2 separate regions of the Mus musculus genome follow, and region 1 is linked to region 2. Evidence: chromatin contacts called from public Hi-C data. All regions are on one chromosome and are shown on one strand. The core of a region is the stretch at or near the end of the contact, and the rest is flanking DNA. Distances in the headings are between cores, read along the strand shown. Region 1 holds the start of Dmrta1 (doublesex and mab-3 related transcription factor like family A1). Region 2 has its middle 66 kb from the start of Dmrta1.

Region 1 (4,470 bases), core at 110-2,609, 67 kb before region 2:
TACAAAGTGACACTCTTGTCAATGGTTTCATTATCGACAGGGAAGGCCCAAACTTATTTCCAATGAGAACTAAATATAAGTCCCTAAAGTTTTCCTCTCCTTTGGGAATGGTGCTTAAAGAATTAAAATGGAGCAGGAAAGAAAAAGGTGAGAAATTTCAGTTTCTTAAGTGCTAACTGATGACAAAACACTGTCCCCAAATCAAAGATCGTCACAATAACCATAGTCAGCCGGTTTCCTGTGCAAGAACACTGTGGCTTTGCAACTGGAAAGAGTGTCAGCACACCCGCTAAAGTTTTCTCTTACAGCCTGCTTAAGTTCCGGCCACACAAAGACAAAGCCGACTGCGCCTAAATCCACTCCAGGTGCGAGCCGGCGGCTGTGATCCCATACACTTCACTGTTTTCATTGTCTTTAGACGCGGGATGAGCTCTTCCAGTGAAAACCTATTAACTATCCCCATCCCAGCCATCAACAGGGTAGATCTACATTACTGAACTTCAGCACTTCTTTCAAACAACTCTTTCTGTCCACTCTTAAGGAGCTGCTGCTCGTTTCTACACATTCTTGCAGAACAATCATTTTCTCTCATGAAAAGCAAACCAAAGAGGACTCACCCTGCTTTCTGTCAGCATAATCTTGCTGGAAAACCTCGAAAGTTGGGACTGACCGGCTCCCAGGGTGTCTAGAGGCACCCGCTCCCAGAACAGCTACAGCCATGGGGTTATTCAAGACCTGGGGACTCTCGGTCCTGCCGCTGCCCCCGGAAGCCTGAGCCCCGGACCCCGACGACCCCTGGTACAGAAGCCTGTGCAGCCCGCGGGCCTCGCTCTCCTCCTGCGCCTGCTGCCTGCGCAGGGCCACCTGCGCGGCCATGACACGCTGCCGCTCGGCGATCAGGGTGCACTTGGCACACGCGCAGTCCCGCCAGCGGCAGAAGCGCTTGTGGCCCTTGAGCGCTGACACCACGCCATGGTTGCGACAGCGCGCGCACTTCGGGGTCCGCGGGTAGCCGCAGCCTACCGCCCCCAACGCCCTATCCAGCCCAGGGCCCGGAGCGCATCCTGCGCGACCGGAGCTTGCGGTCGATCGCAGAAAAAGGCCAGGCGGCCGCAGGAAAGTCGCGGACACCGGAATCCCCGACGACACCGACCGCGCGGCCGAAGCGGGCGCAGCAGCCCGCCCTGGGGCCAGATGGGGTCGGCAGCCGCCGCTGCGGTCTCTACGACCGTGAGGTAATCGCTCCATTCTGAGAAGGCGCCTCTGAGGAGTAGAAACCAGCAAGTGCGCTGTCCAGAGCTACCCTGTGGGGATACCGGCTGAGGACCCGCCTAGGTCCCGCTGTCCCGCTCCGCGCACTAACTAGAGTTTGCTGTCCTGTCCCAGAGCAAGAAACCGCCGGGTCTAAGAGCTCCAGAACCTGACCGACGGCGCAGCCAGCCAGTGAGCCTCTGAGTCTAGACAGCTGGGGCAGTGTCCTGAGCTCTGCCAGTCTCCTGAGCCTAGAAGGGCCAGGCTGGAGGGCCACCCCGCCCACTGGGTAGGCTGGCCAAGGAAGGAGGCCAGGGGAGGACCTAGGGCGGAGAGTGGGACTTTCTGGGAGGTGGCCTGTGGGATAGGTTAGAAAGTGTCCAGATCAGACTGAAAGGTCCATTAAGAAAAAAGAAACTTTTATGTATTTTGGATATTCACTCTGTCAGATGCAGGGTTAGTGAAGGCTGTTTCACAATCTGTGGGCTGTCATTTTGTCCTAATGACAGTGTCCTTTGATTTACAGAAGCTTTTCATTTTCATAAGGCCCCATTTATTAGTTGTTTACGTTAGTGACTGAGTCATTGGTGTTTTGTTCAGGAAAATGTCTCCTGTACCGACGAGTTCAAGGCTATTCCCATTTTCTGTTCTATTAGATTTAGTGTATCTGGTAATATACAAAATATATACAGAACTCAAGAAGGTAGGCACCAACAATCCAAATAACCCAATCTAAAAATGGGGTACAGAGCTAAACAGGGAATTCTCAACAGAGGAAACTTGAATGGTTGAGAAGCAGGTAAAGAAATATGCAGATCACCAGGGATCACGAATCAAAACAACTCTGAGATTCCACCTTGCACTCATCACACTGGGTAAGATCAAAAACCCAAAGGACAGCACATGCTGGCAAGATTGTGGAGCAAGGGGAACACTCACTCCTACACTGCTGGTGGGAGTGCAAATGTGTACACAGGAAATCAATTTGGCTGTTTCTCAGAAAAGTGGGAATGGCTCTACCTCAAGACCCAACTATACCACTCCTGGGTATATCCCCAAAAGATGTTCCACCCCACCCCACCCACAAGGACATCTGCTCAACTATGTTCATAGCAGCTCTGTTACTAATATCTGGAAACAACCTAGATGTCCCTCAAAGGAAGAATGGATAAAGAAAATGTGGCTCATTTACACACTGGCATTAAATACAAGAACATCATAAATTTCTCAGGGAAATGAATAGAACTAGAAAATATCCTGAGTGAGATAACCCACACCCAAAAGGACATGCGTGGTATGTACTCACTTATAAGTGGATATTAGCCATAAAGTACAGGATAACCACACTATAATCAGCAGACCCAACGAAGCCAAATAACAAGGAGGTCCCAAGGGAGGATGAATCTTTCTCAGAAAAGGATCAAAACAGATATCAGAGGTTGATGGAAGGAGGGAACTGGGTGGAAGAGGTGATGGGAAGTGGAAGGGGGCAGGGAGGGAGATCATATGTAGGGAGAACAGATAGAGAAAGAAGATGAATAGCGGCAGGGGTGTGTGTGTAATCTCCTGGACTCTAGAACATGCCAGTAACCTGTGATAGGGGGAGATCCAAGAGGGTCTATGGGGGACAACTCAAGATGAGCCTCCTAACAGAGGCAATATGGATTTTGAGGTAGCCTCTTCCTATAGCTAGCCCAGACTCTGAGTGGAAGCATAAGAACAGTAACCCATCCACAAAACCTTCAACCCAAAATGTGTCCTGCCTACAAGATGTACAGGGACAAAGATGGAGCAGAGACTGAGAAAATGGCTAACCAATGACTAGCCCAAATTGAGACCCATCCCATGTGCAAGAAACAATCCCTGACACTATTAACAATACTCTGTTGGGCCTGCATACAAGAACCTATTAACTGTCCTCTGAGAGGCTCCACCCAGCAGCCAATGGATGGAGATGCAGAGACTCACAGCTAAACATTAGATGAAGCATGGAGAGTCTTACAGAATAGTTGGGAGAAGGATTGTGGGACCCGAAGATGACAGGGAGTCTACAAGAAGACCAACAGAATCAACTAACCTGGACCTGTGGGGGCTCCCAGAGACTGAATCGCCAACCAAAGAGAGTGCACAGGCTGGACCTAGGCTCCCTACACATATGAAGCAGATGAGCAGCTTGGCCTTCATGTGGGTCCTAAACAACTGGAGCCTATGGCCTGCTTGTCTGTGAATTTAAATGGACAACCTTGTCTGGCCTCAATGGGAAATGCTGCACCTAATCCGGCAACAACTTGATATCTATCTATCTATCTATCTATCTATCTATCTATCTATCTATCTATCTCTGTGTGTGTGCCTGTTTGTTTGTTTGTTTGTTTGGGGGGATTGGTACCCAGATTGATAAAAGTGTCTTCAAAGGGTTTTCCCTTACTTATTGAATGGCCTTGGGAACTTTAAAAACATACCCAGAATGGGGGAAGGACTTGCATGAGGGGTGCTGGGAGGAAAGGAGGCTATTATTGGGATGTAAAGTGAATGAATGAATGAATGAATGAATGAATGAATGAATGAATGGATGAATGAATGAATGAATTTAAAAAATAAACAGAAACCTTTTACCCTCACGACCTATTCTCATCATTTTCTCAAGGAACGAATTACAAAAATAATAATCCTACTACCTTCCCTTTACTGCCCTAATTTAAGCAAGATTTGAAGTTTTTTCTTAAGCTCTCTGTTTCTACTAAGTTGGAAGATTTGTGTCTTTTACTTCTTTCCTTTCCCTTTCCTAGATGAAGTCTGCACAACACCAATATGACAAAGAGACAGGGTGACAAAGAGACACAAGACAGCTTGGAAGACTGTGGCCACTTCTCATGCAAAAGGTATTTTAAATAGCTCAAGAGACAGCTTCCAAAGTGTGTATAGACAGGTTAATTCAGAGTCAAGGTACTTCGAGTGCTTTCTAGTCACTTACATGTGCACATCTTACATGAGCACATGCAGATTATACAAGGAGTCTGTTTAAAACATTTGTTATCTAAGGTCAGTATGCCTCTCTACTCTGGAACTATTTATGGAGAGCACTAATGTTAAAGCTCTCTCAAAAATACTTCACATTTCTCTTCTGAAATACTAAGAAAGCCATGAAGATCAATCTTCATGCTATCAAAATGCATTCTTGAACTATACATCTAAAGGCTTTAATTGTTAAGAGATCAT
Region 2 (4,906 bases), core at 2,054-4,553:
CTGGAAACAGCAGCTAATAGCTTTCCATTTCTCTGCCTGACTGGTTTCTTCTCATTGTTAAAGAAAGGATTCAAATGCCATTTTATTTAAGATCATAAAGTCTTCCCCAATCCATTGAGGCAAATTTAATAATTCTGTTTTGTGCTTCTTCAGTACTTTTAGTACATTATTTTTGTAGTGTTGGTGTTTGTCTCCCAAAGGCATCTAAATTTCCCTGTGAACTGGATTTTTTTATCTATCTTCATACAGTAGTAACTAATACAACTGGGATATTTTGGACATTTATAGATAAAAGTCCTACACTATAATAACTTCTTTTTCCCTTGAATTTATATATTTTGTTTTCTTTTTTAATTAGATATTTTCTTTATTTACATTTCAAATGTTATCACTTTTCCTTGTTTCACCTCCGAAAACCCTACATCCCATCCTCCCTCCCCCTACTCACTAACCCACCCACTCCTGCTTCCCTGTTCTGGTGTTCCCCTACACTGGGGCATAGAGCCTTCTCCTCCCATTGATGTCCAACAAGGCCATCCTCTGCTACATATGCAGATGGAGCCATGGGTTCCTCCATGTGTTTTCTTTGGTTTGTGGTTTAGTCCCTGGGAGCTCTGGGGTTACTGGTTGGTTGTTATTGTTGTTCCTCCTATGGTGCTGCTAGCTCCTTCAGCTCTTTCAGCCCTTTCTCTAGCTTCTCAATTGGGGACCTTGTGCTCAGTCCAATGGTTGGCTGTGAGTATCCATCTCTTATTTGTCAGGTACTGACAAAGTCTCCATACTTTGGTCTTCCTTCTTGAGCTTTATTTGTTCTGTGAATTATATCTTGGATATTCTGAACTTCTGGGCTAATATCCACTTATCAGTGAGTGTATACCATGTGTGTTCTTTTATGATTCGGTTACCTCACTCAGGATGATATTTTCTATTACTTCTAAGTTTGCTTTTATTTTAGCACTACAATACCTAATGAGTATTTCAATCTGAATGATAGACAGGTCTGAACAGCTGTGGCTTCTATCCTCAATAAACATGGCCTACCCTCAATCTACCTTCCATGTGCTGCATGTACATATTTCTATGATGTCAACACTACTGGAAAAAAATAATAGTCCTCAATTCTGATCCCTATGAGTTCTAATAAGAATAATAGATGATAATTATTTCAATGGCTTGACAAATACACAAACACACACACACACACACACACACACACACACACGCACACCAAAACGTTGATTTGACTCAAAAGTTTGTAAGAAGTCTGGGCGTGGTTGTATATGCCTTGAATCCAAGTATTTAGGAGGCAGAGTCAGGTGGATCTCTATGTGTTCAAGGCCAGCCAGTTTTACATAGCAAGTTTCAGGACAACCAGGGCTAAATAGTGAGACTGTGTCTCAAAACACAGTTTCACAAGAAAACTAAAAATATGTATTCTTAATATACAGCATTTAAGTTTTTGATCAACTACACATAAAAATCAAGAGCATAATAAATCCTGGTTATTTTACAGCTAAAAAATTGACCAAAGTTTTCTTTCATAGATCTGCTACTAGAGAAAGACTATGTAGTAGACTTTAGAGTTATCCTTACAATTCAGCTCTCATGGCTACAGGTTAAATGCATGGTCCTGAAACTATGACCTCAACTATCTAAGAAAGTGTACATGACTTAAAATGTCATACTGTGTCCTCATGTTTATGTTGTACAAAATGTCATTTGACTAAAGCCTATTACTAATTTAAATGGAATAATGCAAATGAATAAAATTGTTTTCATAAAATCATTATGCAAGAATGTATCAGTAACTGGAGATAAGGATGTCCTATAGCCGACAACCTATAATACTTAGTGAAGTGTTTGACAATTCAGCAGATGCTCAACAACAACAAAAAACAGTTAATTAATAAACCCATTTGCACTAGAAAGTACATAAGAAGATATAAAAATCTTCACCTTCGGGATGGGATCTGAAATCTGTTGAACCCACACAGAGAACCATGTTTCCCATATTAGAGATGGATACTGGAAAGCTACAATCCTTTCTCCTTATTATCTCTGTAGTCTGTAGAAAATTGCAGGCTAAATTTCTGTCCCACTACAGCTTTTACAAAGACGACATTTTATTTTGAAAATTTTAAATCACTCTTAGTCGTGTGTGTGTGTGTGTGTGTGCGCGCGCGCGCACATGCATACACGTGCACACAAAAATTTTATTATCCTGATTCCCATCACTAAACATGCCAGAATTTAGTAAAATTGCATTTCACTTAAAATAATCTCTCTTCAGCTATATTTCCTTGTTTTTACAAAGCTTATGCCAGTGTGATTCTATCACAGTATAATTCCTATTACGATGACTTTGATCACAGAGTTCAAAGCAAAACGATAATGAAAAGCCAGTGAGTTCACTTTTTCCAAAATAACAGTATAAATTCAAATGGTATAAACTGTCTTCAGGGCCAGATAGACTCTGAGAACCATGTTACATATTTGCAATGCCACATTCTGGGGCCATGGAATGGGTTGCAACAGACTGAGAGTTCCCCAATACAATTTAAAAGCTGATACCAGCAGTTTCTCCTAGAAAACTAGCATGCCGTTTTCTAGGGAGAAAGAACTGTTTCAACAGAAGCAGACAAGACCACGGTCTCCGAAAGGCAAACAGATGGTCCTCACAACATTAGTTACACAAAGCGTAAGGCTCAAAATACTTCTGACGTTACTGGCTGCATGCAATTCAGCACTTGTGTAGCTCCCTGATAAGACACGGTAATCCCCTCCTCTCCCTTATAAAAGGGATAAATCTGAGTTTGTTTGCATGGACTAAGGCTCCACAGAGATGCAGGGGACTTCCAAGCTTATTTAGTTACAGATGTAATCGCTACCTTGTAGCAGCCAAGGAAGACAAAAGTAAATATTTCATAACTTTTAATGTGTGGTTAGCAAATACAGTTGGTCCATGGGTGCCCTGAAACTAGCATCCTGGACAGGGTCGGCTTCACTGACTCCACAGCCAGATGCTGGGATCTCCTCCTTGTACTTTCAAAGGAACAGTCTTTCAATACACCACCCCCCCCCCAATTCAGCTGCTGGAGCACCTATTCTATGTTACAAATTACTTCTCAGCCCCATCCGATCTGATTTGCACATCATTAGTTTGTGGGAGGTGAAATAAGTGTCCAGGGATATAGAGTTTAGTTAAAACAAAAACAAAAAACAAAACAACTGAGATCTTTATAAATAAAGGGCCCTTCACATAAAACATGACATCAGGGCTGGCTAGGATTCCTGTTCTGTGACTCATGGCTACCTCCAAGTCGTCCTTGAAATGTCAACCTCACTCCAGACACCCCCAAATATGCACAGTACTTCTTTCTGTGTTATTTATTTATGTTGTCATCCAGATGCCAAATCTGCCTGGGAAGAACATGGAATGCTAAGCATCACAGCAAACGATCTTCGTGTGTGACGAGAAAGGAACATTACAGAGCAGAGGGCAAAGCTAGCCCTAGAGCCTAAAAAGCCCACCACTGACCTATCTCTCCCCCTGACTTGCCCCACTGATACTCAGGGACCACCAGTGACCTTACCCATTTAATATGGAAAAATGTCTCTATGAATGCTTGCTACAATCTCTTTTCCAGGTTTCAGGTTTTTAAAACATATAAATAAGGAAAATATTACAAGAAGTTGTAAAGTTTTCAGTTTGAACTGCTAGTGCGACATTGATTATGATTGTAGATAGTGTAGATTTCCACTTTAAAACTTGCATTTTCATTACATTCATCAGCTGTTGGTTATTAAAAGCTGTCCTTATGATACTACTGCACTGAGATGAAGGATGCTGGGCTCTTCTGTGGAGATGCTGTTATTGCTGCTATGGGACCTCCCTTTACTAAAATGTCATTTGAGGTAATGTATTACTCCCCCAGTAGCTACACGGCAGAAAAGAAGCTTGACAGTGCAAGCTAGCTCTTCCTGGGAATACAGCAATTTCATTTTCCTCACGATATTTTCTTGATACTATTACATTATAGTCATGGGCCCAAACTCTTCTGGAATACTTAGCACTCCCAGTTCCCTATTATTCTTTAGCAGTGTTTCCCAAAGCAGATTTTTACCTGAGGAATTTTCAGACACTGTAGATGTTTTCAAAATATCTACTTTACAACAAGAAGACTCCTATGACCCTTGAGTGAGGTTTTAATGAGACGGCTTATGTTAAGATTAAAGCAGCAAAGCCTGGTGCAGTTGTAAACCCAGCACTTGCTTAGAGGCTAAGACAGGGGGATCACGAGTTCAACGCCAGTCTGGGCTACAAAAACAGGAAACAAACAAAAATCTTATAGAAGGGAATGTCGTTTAATAACTGCATCGTACATCAAGAGTTTAAGATGCACTTGTATCCCATTCAACTCTAAACCAGTCCTCTCGACCAATGTATCCTCAGCCTTGCTTTGCAAACATAAACATTGACCCTCACGAGGCTCTTCCTTTTTCTCTTTTTCAGAAGCATGGAAAACAACTTTTGGGTGATATGATAAGAAAGGTAAAATTCTATTAAATTTTACCCAAAGTCTATGGCTGTATCGCCTTGAGTGTACCTGATCTTGTCTGAAATTTACCAAAAGTATGACAGTTTCTTGTTATCAGACATATGACTAAAATCAAATTGAAAAGAGAGAAAAATCCTCGTAGAAAAAAATGTAAAGAAAAGACTTATAAAGCCAGACACATTAAAAGTATGGCTACCCTTTGGCTGTAAGATAAGTTAGTCTTTGCAGAAAGGTGTGGAGCAGGGGTATTTGTATTTAAGTTAAGGCTCAAACTGTGAAAAGCCAAGGTGAGATATAGATTGAGAGACCACACCCACAAGAAAACCAATGACAAACACAAAAGCATA

The links. A called contact is a pair of places that touch in the nucleus more often than the background predicts.
Region 1: a contact with region 2 is called in a Hi-C map of Sertoli cells, with 2.9 times the contacts expected there. The contact joins the promoter of Dmrta1 here to the enhancer-like site in region 2. A contact is called at or near these places in 3 of 484 Hi-C or Micro-C datasets (Sertoli cells, nephron progenitors and uterus) and 1 of 9 other capture datasets (adipose tissue).

What each region holds. Positions count from the first base shown.
Region 1 is chr4:89,685,087-89,689,556 of GRCm38.p6, reverse strand. It overlaps Dmrta1 (doublesex and mab-3 related transcription factor like family A1), which reads right to left and starts at 1,359. Exons shown (of 2, transcript NM_175647.3): 1 at 618-1,359. The coding sequence starts at 1,248.
Region 2 is chr4:89,619,273-89,624,178 of GRCm38.p6, reverse strand. No RefSeq gene overlaps it. Among named protein-coding and RNA genes, the nearest start is that of Dmrta1, 66 kb to the left of the region's middle. Within about 2 kb of position 3,303, at least 3 of the 459 cell types and tissues checked have an H3K27ac peak or open chromatin away from gene starts, as enhancers often do. A contact at or near this core is called in Sertoli cells, where this site is marked.